2 separate regions of the Mus musculus genome follow, and region 2 is linked to region 1. Evidence: chromatin contacts called from public HiChIP or PLAC-seq data. All regions are on one chromosome and are shown on one strand. The core of a region is the stretch at or near the end of the contact, and the rest is flanking DNA. Distances in the headings are between cores, read along the strand shown.

Region 1 (5,093 bases), core at 1,270-3,769:
GTTTGAGTTATCCCTCTGCTGGGTATAGAAAACTGGCTATGAATACATCCATCTTACAGTGAATGCTCACCACTTCAACGGCTCCTGCGTCATGGAATGCGATACTTTTTAAAAATAGGTGACCCTTGGTGTTATGGAAAGGGGGGGGGATGGGGAAGTTAGAGGGCAGGAGGGTGGGAAGGGTAAACGGGGAAAGACAGGATCCGGACTTTGATGGGTGACCAGGTGGGCTTAAATACTCTATGGTGTAAAGCAGATAAGCAAGCTCAAGAGGAACCGGTTCCCAGCTCTGCTGTTGCAAGTCTGCCTTGATCTCTCTTTACAAATCTGTTTCCCGGCTAGTGTCCAGACAGAGGGCATACAGAGACCTTCGCAGGTCCACGTTGCTCTTGGCCTTTAGGTGACACTTTTCTAGAGGACAGCTACCCCTTCTGATACTGTCAGTACTCTCCAGGGGTCCCCCAGTCTTGCAGAAGGAGGCCTTGCTGCAGCTGACCTTCCGTTGACCTCCTGTGTCCAGCCCAGACTCCCGCCTCTGGATGCCTTGCTCTTCCTTCAGGGCAGCCTGCTCCTCGTGGTCTGTCTCCCGATGATAGAAGTAATTAAAATTGGAGACGATGACGGGCACAGGCAGAGCAATGGTGAGGACCCCAGCTATGGCGCACAGTGAGCCCACAATCTTGCCCCCTACAGTGATGGGCCTCATGTCCCCGTAGCCTACAGTGGTCATAGTGACTACTGCCCACCAGAATGCATCCGGGATACTGGAGAAGTGCGACCCCTGATTGTCTGCCTCTGCGAAGTAGACAGCGCTGGAGAAGAGGATGACTCCGATGAAGAGGAAGAAGATGAGCAGCCCGAGCTCCCGCATGGACGCCTGTAAGGTCTTACCCAGGATCTGCAGTCCCTTGGAGTGGCGGGAGAGCTTGAAGATTCGGAACACCCGGACCAGGCGGATCACCCTGAGGATGGCTAGGGACATGGCCTGCTGCCCATTCTGACCACCACCCCCTGGTTGTTGCTCTGCCAGCTCGGTGCCCAGGGTGATAAAGTAGGGGAAGATGGCCACAATATCAATGATGTTCATAATATTCCGAGAGAATTCTGCCTTGCTGGGGCAAGCAAAGAAACGCACAAGCAGCTCAAAAGTGAACCAGATCACACATGTGGTCTCCACGATGAAGAATGGGTCAGCCAGTGTCCTAGGCAGGAGCGGAGCCACTGTGGGGCCAGAGGAAAGGACACCAGAGCCACTGCCATTTGCCCCTGGGGCAGGGGCTGGGGGCTGCGGCGGCACTGGGGGGTGGCGTAACAGCTCCCGTTCATCCCTGAACTCAGGCAGAGTCTCCAAGCAGAAGGTGATGATAGAGATGAGAATGACCAAGACCGACACGATGGCAATGGCTCTTGCTGACCCAGAGCTTTCTGGGTATTCGAAGATAAGCCACACCTGGCGCTGGAACTCATTGCGGGGCAGGGGCTTCTCCTCTTCCTTGATGAAGCCTTCATCCTCCCGGAAGCGCTCCATGGCCTCGTCCCCCAGCTGGTAAAAGCGGATCTCATCTGCAAACACATCCAGGGAGACATTGACCGGCCTGCGCAGGCGGCCCCCAGACTGGTAGTAGTACAAAATGCCATCGAAGCTAGGCCGGTTGCGGTCGAAGAAGTACTCATTTCTCAAGGGATCGAAGTAGCGCAGGCGTTTGACTGGGTCCCCCAGGAGGGTGTTGGGAAACTGCGCCAGGGTGCCCAGCTGCGTCTCAAAGCGCAAACCCGAGATGTTTATGAGGACCCGCTGGTGATGGAGTGATCCTGAGTCCTGAGGAGCCTGGTCCTCCTCCACTGTGCCCAGGCCAGGGTCGCCTTCTCCCTCCTCATCCTCAGCAGATGGCCTTCTAGGCTGTGGCAGCTCCTGAGGCATAGGGGGCAAAGGCCTCCCACCCTGGCCCGCATCCTCGTGTGTGGCGCGCCTCCTCGGTGATGTTTCTTTGGACTGATTATTGAGTCCAGCCGTCGGAGGGCACCCACACTCTCCCCTGGGGCTCTGCACACAGCTTGCCCCTGCCTCCCCTCCTCCTCTGAGGGTCATGGCACTGCCGTTCTCCATGGGCACCAGGGAGATCTCCATGGCCCGGGGGCAAGGGGCATGCTGCGCCCCCAGACAACCGGTTCCCACACCCCAACTCACGCTCCGCGCCTCGCGGTTTCCTCTTCAGCCGAGGGCCCCCGCTGGCTCTAGGCTGGCTGGGGTAGCTGGCTGGATCCCCTTGGCTGGTCCTGACGTCAAGAAGCTGCTGCCCCTGCTCCCTGCCTCTCTCTCTCCCTCTCAGTGTTCTGGCAGCTGGTTACCAGGCAGCAGAAAAACCTCCTTCCAGCAGATGCAACCTCCAGCAGCCCCTCTCTGGCTGAGCTCCCCGGCCTCCGCCCTCTGTGGCTCCCTCCTCTCCTCCTCCCCCTCCTGTTTCTCCTCTGGGGACGGAGTCAGAGAGTGTCTCTCTGGAGGGTTCAGCTGGGGCCCCAGCAGCAAGGACAGGAAGGGGAGGAGGAAAAGAGCCTGAGGAGCGAGGAACAGGTTGTACCAGGAGCGCTGAAAACTCCCAGGGCAACAGGATGAGAATAGCTTCAGGATCTCAGATCACCTGGGAATGCACAGAAAGCGGAAAGGGGACTCCAGGGGGTGGGAACTGCTTTAGATGCAAGGGGAAGGCTTGTAGCTGAGTTCCAGTGAGTGGAGAAGAGAGTGCTCTGGGTGTTTTTCTTTTAGAGCAGTGCTTCTCAACCTTGCTAATGCTGCTGCAACCTTTAACACTGTTCCTCATGTTGTGGTGAACCCCACAACGGTAAATTTATTTTTGTTGCTACTTCATAACTGTGATTTTACTATTGTTATCATAACATAAATGGAATTTGTTACTGAAGTGTAATGTAAATATTATTGGAAATAGAGGTTTGCCAAAAGGATTGTGAACCACAGGTTGCAAAACCAATGCTTTATAGATTAACAGCCTCTCTCTTTGGGAAAAATGACACTGCAGGGGAGCAGCGAGCTGTGTGTGTGTGTGTGTGTGTGTGTGTGTGTGTGTGTGTGTGTGTGTACTCTGGAACTCTTCCAGTCTATCTACAGATCCATTGGAAGGTATGAGACTGAGACCTCACAGCACCCCCTTAAGCCTGCTTTTCATCATCCAGACATTGGTGATTTGATCTGCTAGTATGGAGCCAGGAGGAGTCTCAACTGAGAGAGAAGCTGTCTGGTCTCCTGCCTCTGCATTCTTCGCCATCCCTCCAGCCTCCTCACCTAATCCTCTTTTTGTAAAATGCACAGTGAGAAAAGAGAATAAATCCTGGTGGAGAATAATTGTGCACGGGAAAGCTCTAAGCTAGCGACTGCATAGAAACCTGTGTAAAGAGGAGGCAGAGGGACTTATTTATTGCTAGTATGTCCAGATCATTCTGGACTTGTGTGTTTTTGCATCAGCTTACTTTGTAAGTACTAGGACTACCTTCAACATACAAAGAAACTCAGGCACAGATAGATTGACTACATTGTATATGGAGGCCACAGAACTTGACTACATTGTATATGGAGGCCACAGAACTAGAAAGTATCAACGCTGCAATTCAAACCCAAGTTGCTGGGTTTAGGGAGCTCGCTTCTTTCTCCCCTCCCCACATCTGGCCTGAGGCCCTTCTTCCATTGCAGGAGGCAGAAGAATGAGTAAGATAAAGATTGGGTTCTAGGCTGGGATGCCAGGGTCCCTCTCTACACTCTGCCCTTGTCTTTAGTCTCTGAGGCTGTTGTGGTCTCCAAAAGCCAAGGGGAGGATTTTTCAAGGTCTGTCAGCCAATTCTAGATACAGCTTCCTCCAGATGTTTTTTGTTTTTACATTGCTGGAAAGTTGCTGTAATTCAGAGTGTCTGATTATATTGTCTATTTTCTTTTCCTGCATATTGTTTGAGATTCTACTCCAGGGATGTCACCACCTATTGTCTGTGAATGAGTCTACAAATACAGGTGCTTTGGAAACTTGAGGCAAAGTTTGTTGAAACAGCAAAGGCCACACAAACTTGCGTTGCCTCTGGAAATGCAGAGGATGTGACTTCATTAGTGGATTTGTACAAGAAGGTTGCTGGGAAGTGGGTGTGTGCAGACATTTGGCTGCATGTGACTTCATGTAAATGGTGTTAGCAGAGATGCAAGGATGAGGATTGAGTGTGGATGTGACAGGTGACATGAGGGGGTGTCAGCAGCCAGCGTTACGACATTGCACTCGCCACTCCACAGTGCCATGGTTTATTAATTCTTCATTTACTAAGGAGTTGAGGATCTAACCTAGGACCTGATACATACTAGGCAAGTTTTCCACTACTGCCTAAAACCTGCAGTGAGTTAGGTGGCTCCATGCTGGGATCATGGTGGGTGAGGTTAGAGATGTGTTGCCTTATATCTTATCATGGAATGATACATCTTGTGCATACGAAGGAAGATGGATATTGATTCAGGTGGGCCACCCTTGAGCTCCCTAGGGGGGAGAGTTCTCAGGAGCTGGGACCTTTGAGAAGACTATTCCTGGCAGAATAAGAAGATAGAACATAAGCACATTAGTCAGGCCTCCTTCATTCTAATTTTGTTTCTTACACACTTAGACACTCCCCCAGATTTCCTGCTGAGTTGCCTTCAGGTGTCACATGTGGCAGCCACACAGGCAAGCTGCTGAGACCTCCCCCCATCATGAAAGACCTTTGTTTTTAGCTGACTGAAAGGGGAGTTAGCTGACAGCCCCAGCAGGATCCTTAAGATCTGGCCTCTGCACTGCAACCTGACAAGAGCAAGACTGGCATTGCAGCCTGACTCTTCCTGCCTAAGAGATTCTCGCATCTCCCTTCACAAGTGACAGCCCAGCACCGTGGTCTCAAGACTGTCCGGCAGAATGTGGATTCCCAGCTGTTGTCCATCAACACCACTCCCAAGTCCACGTCACACGACTGCAGTGAGTGAGTGTGCTTTTCTTTCCACTTACGGATCTGTAGGAAAAAGGATGCCTTCACAGCAGAGCAGTCTCTGAGGTGCTGTGGGTCTTAGACTGCAACTT
Region 2 (4,984 bases), core at 1,372-3,871, 310 kb after region 1:
CTCACAACCACCTGTAAAGGAATCCAATGCCCTCTTCTGGTGTGTCTGAAGGCAGCTACAGTGTACTCATATGGAAGGAAGGAAGGAAGGAAGGAAGGAAGGAAGGAAGGAAGGAAGGAAGGGAGGGAGGGAGGGAGGGAGGGAGGGAGAGAGAGGGAGGGAGAGGGAGAGAGAAAGAGAGAGAAGCAAACATGTTTATTATATGACAGCCTGCTTTTAGGCTAGCAATGTTCGTAGTTTTAAAATATGCCAGACAAACAGAAAATACCTGAAACGATCTTTTTGTGAATAGAAAATACTAATACCTAACGTCTATTAGTATATGTTTTATCATCTATGCTATAAAGTAGGAAAAGTTTATTTTAGTCTATCTTATTTACTTAGTTTTACTCCTCCAGGGCTGTACCCTGTACAAGCCCCTATCTTTAAACTACATTTTCAGAGAACTCTAAGAATATAAGAAGAAGAGAGCTTGAGTCTGTAAACTATTCACCTGGCCCGTCAGTTTATCAACTGTCTCTGTTTGCCCTGCATCAATTACAGTTTGAGTTATCTCAGGGGCAGACACCCCCCAAGCAGGTTCCTGGAGTAATGGCCTCATCTAGCTATGTGCTTATCTGTGCTTAATGATCCCCAGGGCATAAAGAAGACTTCTAAATGGTGGCCAGTCTTTTTGGGATTTTCCTAAAAAGGCTCAGGAAATGACATAAAACGAATCTCAGGAAAATGAAACATGATGGAGAAAGTCCCCAAGGATGCACTATGCAGAGATCAAAACCCAAAAAGCTAGAGATTGAAGGACAGTGATTGTAGCAATCTGCTCAGCTTTGCTGGAACTGTGTCAAACAACAATGCTGGCATCATGAGTCTTGCCATTTCCAGTGGATATGGTTGTGCCATACACATATATACTCTCTTACCCTAAAGAAATATCCATACAGAAAAGAAGAAGATAAACAGAAGGAGTACAGTTTTGATGTCAAAAAACAACAAACAAAAAAACACCGAAAATGGATCTTTAGGGAGGGGCTGGTGAGAATGCAAATGATGCACTAAGAAGCAGGGCACCCTGGGGCAGCCCTGGCCTCATCTAAAACTGTTAAGAGAGTGTCGTTATGTAATCGGGTTACTCCAGAACTCCCTATGTAGCCCTAACTGCCTTTGAACCCACAATGATCCTCCTGCCTCTGTGTCTTAAGCACTGAGGTTACAGGTGTGAGCTACCATGTCTTTCTGTCTTATAAAATCCTACTCTAAAGCTCCTTTGATGTTCATTTACAGTAAATAAAAAAGACTGGGGTACAGGAACAGCTGACTCCCTAATTAGCAGCTGTTGGACTATCTCTTGCTATTCTGATTATCTGAGCAGAAGACTATCAATCAGCCCTAATGGCAGCACCAGAAACCCTGAATATCAATCACATGGATGCCTTGGGGAAACTACATGAACCAAGCAGCCCTGACTCCTGAAAGCCCCTCCTCGGCCAGGTCACCTCAAACAGTTTGTCCCAGATTTTTATGCTGTTACAACCCAATTCTAGATGACCCTGTACTCATTTCTGAGGTTAGAGAACATGCACAGAGGGCCAACTGTGACTGGTACTAAAGAGGATAGGCTGTGATTGCTCCAAATATCCCTTCTCTGCCTATCTAGCGAGTCTCCCGGGAGACCCTCTTCTGTGCTGTTTTTCCCTGTAGTGTGGCAGAGGGCCTAATAAAAAACTTCTTGGGAATGGCCATGTTTTGTCTACTTTCAGTAGTGTGGGCTCAGTTGGGGACATGAAGAAAGAAGCAATGGACATGGCAAAGAAGTGGTGATGGCTTTAGCAATGGCATAAGGACATCTGACCCCAGCTTAGCGTCTGTTGGAATTTCCTGCTCCCACTACCCTAAGAACAAAAGCTCTTCTACGTGGTCTGACATGAAGCGATTTTGAGAATGACTTGACATTCTGTAACGAGTTTTTTAAAAACACACTATGGAAAACTGTAAGTGAAGCGGGCATGTTTGTGGCGTGGAGAGTGGAAGGGCCGTGAACTGTAACGACTGAATGCTTTGCCTCCCTTGATCTGCAGGTGCAAATGCATGGTTTCGATTTGAGGGCTGTGAACACATTCAATCACGACAGAAGAGTAAATAAACAACGCTGACAAATTCTAAGCGGTCCTTCACTTTTCTTTCCACCCAGCTCCCGACTCTCCACAACCATCTCTCGCTGCTGCAGTCCCTACCGCCACAACCTGACATCTGTGGCGCGGATTCTGATTTCCAGTGCGATCACCACCATGAAGTCAATCGATGTCCTGCCGTCCAAGCCCCCTTTCCCCTGGATAAGTACTCTCTTGGACCGCAACCTTCCCCACAATCCACGCACTATCTCGAACCTGTCAGTGTCCGGGTTCTCCTCGTCCCTCCCAGCTCCTCCAGCTCTCCGTCCCCTTGCCGAGTGCAGTTTCACACATGAGCCAAGAGTATGAGGAAGAAAGGTCATGTTCCCGTCGCCGAATGCAACCCCAAGACCCGGTCCCCGGTGACACTTACGTGACATTGGAAGCGCTCTAACAACCCGAAAGCGGACGGCGGCCGCCATCTTCTCCCACAATGCCTCACGGCCGGTGCTTCCGCCAACTACGGCAACAACGCGGGGTCAAATGGTATCTCAAGGACCTCTCTGCGCAAACGCCAACTGGGAACGGAAGTGGCAGGTTGATGGTTGATAAGAGAGCCTGGGAGTAAAAGCAGAGGAGAGAAAAAGAAAAAGAGGAGGAGAAGGCAGGGGAAAATACAGTCCCGGTTTTGGAATGGGTTGTGAAGACCACCTGATATTTCCGGGGAATCTGCATTTCAGAGTTAACCAAGGACTGACTCAAGGGCATGCAAAATGGCCAGCTTTCAAAGACCCTTTTTCTATGGGCTAATTACCAAAAAGAGTCAGACAGCTCTGCAGGGGTAAGAAGGAAGGGTGCCCCTGCACTCAAGGAGTTGCACGGAGGAAAAAGGTGTAATAGGGTCTGCGTACAGTGTACAAGTGGGGGAGTTAAATAGAAATGCAGAGGCGCCCCCACCCTAAGCCCCTCGCACGCCAACGCCGCCAGGAACATCCTTTTGCAGGGCGTTAGTGTTCACTGTCCCCTTTCATAGAATGCATACTTAGATGTCTGCACCAATTCAATTCCACTCATAGATGACCTCACCAGGGACTTCTGATCACCTTTTCCAACGCGGTGATCAGTCTCTGTGTCGTGAATTTGATTGGCTGGGGTTTATGTGTTTGTTCGGTCGTGAATTTTGTTTATTGAAGCACACTCATCACTAACTGAATTATGAAACGAGAAGTTCTATTTTTGGAATTTTTGAGACAGGGTCTCCCTTTGAAGTCCTAGTTGGCTTCGAACTTGTGGTACAGCTCTCTGCTTCAGGTAGGAGTCACCACCCTGGGCTGATCCAGAGATTTATAAATGGTTTTGAAACGTGAATCACCTGAAATGTGATATAAAATCGCATGCTATGCTTGACATTCAACATATTTTTCTTATGGAAAAACTGCTGGCTTTACCCAGAGCAGCTTTTTTAAAAACTGGGCCTCTTTGAAAATCTGTGTTGTTCTGCAAAGATTTACCTGGAGCCTCGGGATGTTCTGAGAAAATAGAACCACTTGCATTTAAAAATCTTTTTTCAGGCTCTGGTGGTCCCTGCCTATAATCCCAGCTCTTGGAAGGCAGGGACAGGAGGATAGGGAGATCCAGGCCAGCCTAGGTGACCTTGTCTCAAATTTTAAAAAATTAAAAAACTTGATTCCAGTCATCCTCTAGCTATACCTGAGTAAAAGACATGGGCTTGCAAACTGAAGTTCCCAGAAAGAAGCTGCAAGTTCTGAACTTTCTAGAAAGGCTGATTAATTGATTAAAACTGTAATAATAATAATAGAGAAAGGAGTGTTGCAGATCCAAGATTACCCTGGGCTATCCTTAGCCCTCTAAATAGCCATTTATTATCCACCTTTGTGTGTGCCCTATCGTCTTTGTGACCATCACCTGAAAACATTTTAATATATTTATTCACTTTACATCCCAATGTCAGTCCCCTCCCCTTTCTCCTCCCAGTTCCCCCTCACGAAGATCCTACCCCCATTCTCCCCTTCTCCTTTGAGAAGGGGGTGTTCCCCTCTGAGTATCACCCCCACCCCCACACATCTAGTCACTGCAGGCACATCCTTTCTCACCTCGCCGAGGCCAGACAAGGCCAAGGCAGCCCAGTTAGGGGCATGGGATCCACAGGCAGGCAGGCAGGCAAGCAGGCAGGCAGGCAGGCAGGCAGGCAGCAGATTCAAGGACAAGTCTCTAGTTGGGGAAACCATATGAAGACCAAGCTGCACATCTGCTACATATATTCTGGCACATGCTTGCTCTTTGGTTGGTGGTTCAGTCTCTGGGAGCCCCCAAGGGTTCAGGGTAGTTGACTTTGTTGGTCTTCCTGTGGTACCCCTGTCCTCTTTGGGCTGAAACCCTTTGGGGTCTTTAAGGGGATCATTAGCTGCTACTAACCCAGAAGCTGAGACTATCATCAGATAGCCTTTAAGGTCCATACATCTCAGGTGTCTCCTGATTTATTAGAAGATCCCACCTTGCCCACCTGATGTTTCTACACATGGATTTGAAAAGTGTTTACTTGTAATTCTCTTTGTTCTGTTACTACAAGAACTTTTCACTGTTGGACAATGGAATTTGGGGTAACCTTGATTTGGCTATCCATATTTGACTCCATTATAAACTACCTCTTGTCCCCTTTGAGGGGACTAACCCTATGAAACATACCTTAGATTTATCAATAAACTGCCTAGTTTGGCGGAGTCATTCTCAACTTGGTAATTTTTCACATGCTTAGTGGTAGAAGTGTTCATTGTTCATCTCCAGGAGGAGAGTACATTGCTGAGAAAGGCAGCTATCTAGTAATGAGTAGGAACTGCTTGTGACTAGGATAGGAA

The links. HiChIP or PLAC-seq counts read pairs in DNA pulled down with a chosen protein or histone mark.
Region 2: a contact with region 1 is called in an H3K4me3 HiChIP or PLAC-seq map of bone marrow-derived macrophages, with 4 times the contacts expected there. The contact joins the promoter of Ndufa9 here to the promoter of Kcna5 in region 1. A contact is called at or near these places in 1 of 39 promoter capture datasets (cranial neural crest) and 1 of 115 datasets of contacts at active chromatin or transcription factors (bone marrow-derived macrophages).

Annotation. Positions count from the first base shown.
Region 1 is chr6:126,533,036-126,538,128 of GRCm38.p6, forward strand. It overlaps Kcna5 (potassium voltage-gated channel, shaker-related subfamily, member 5), which reads right to left and starts at 2,520. Exons shown (of 1, transcript NM_145983.2): 1 at 1-2,520. The coding sequence starts at 2,128. The coding sequence ends at 320.
Region 2 is chr6:126,846,523-126,851,506 of GRCm38.p6, forward strand. It overlaps Ndufa9 (NADH:ubiquinone oxidoreductase subunit A9), which reads right to left and starts at 2,622. Exons shown (of 11, transcript NM_025358.3): 1 at 2,542-2,622. The coding sequence starts at 2,590.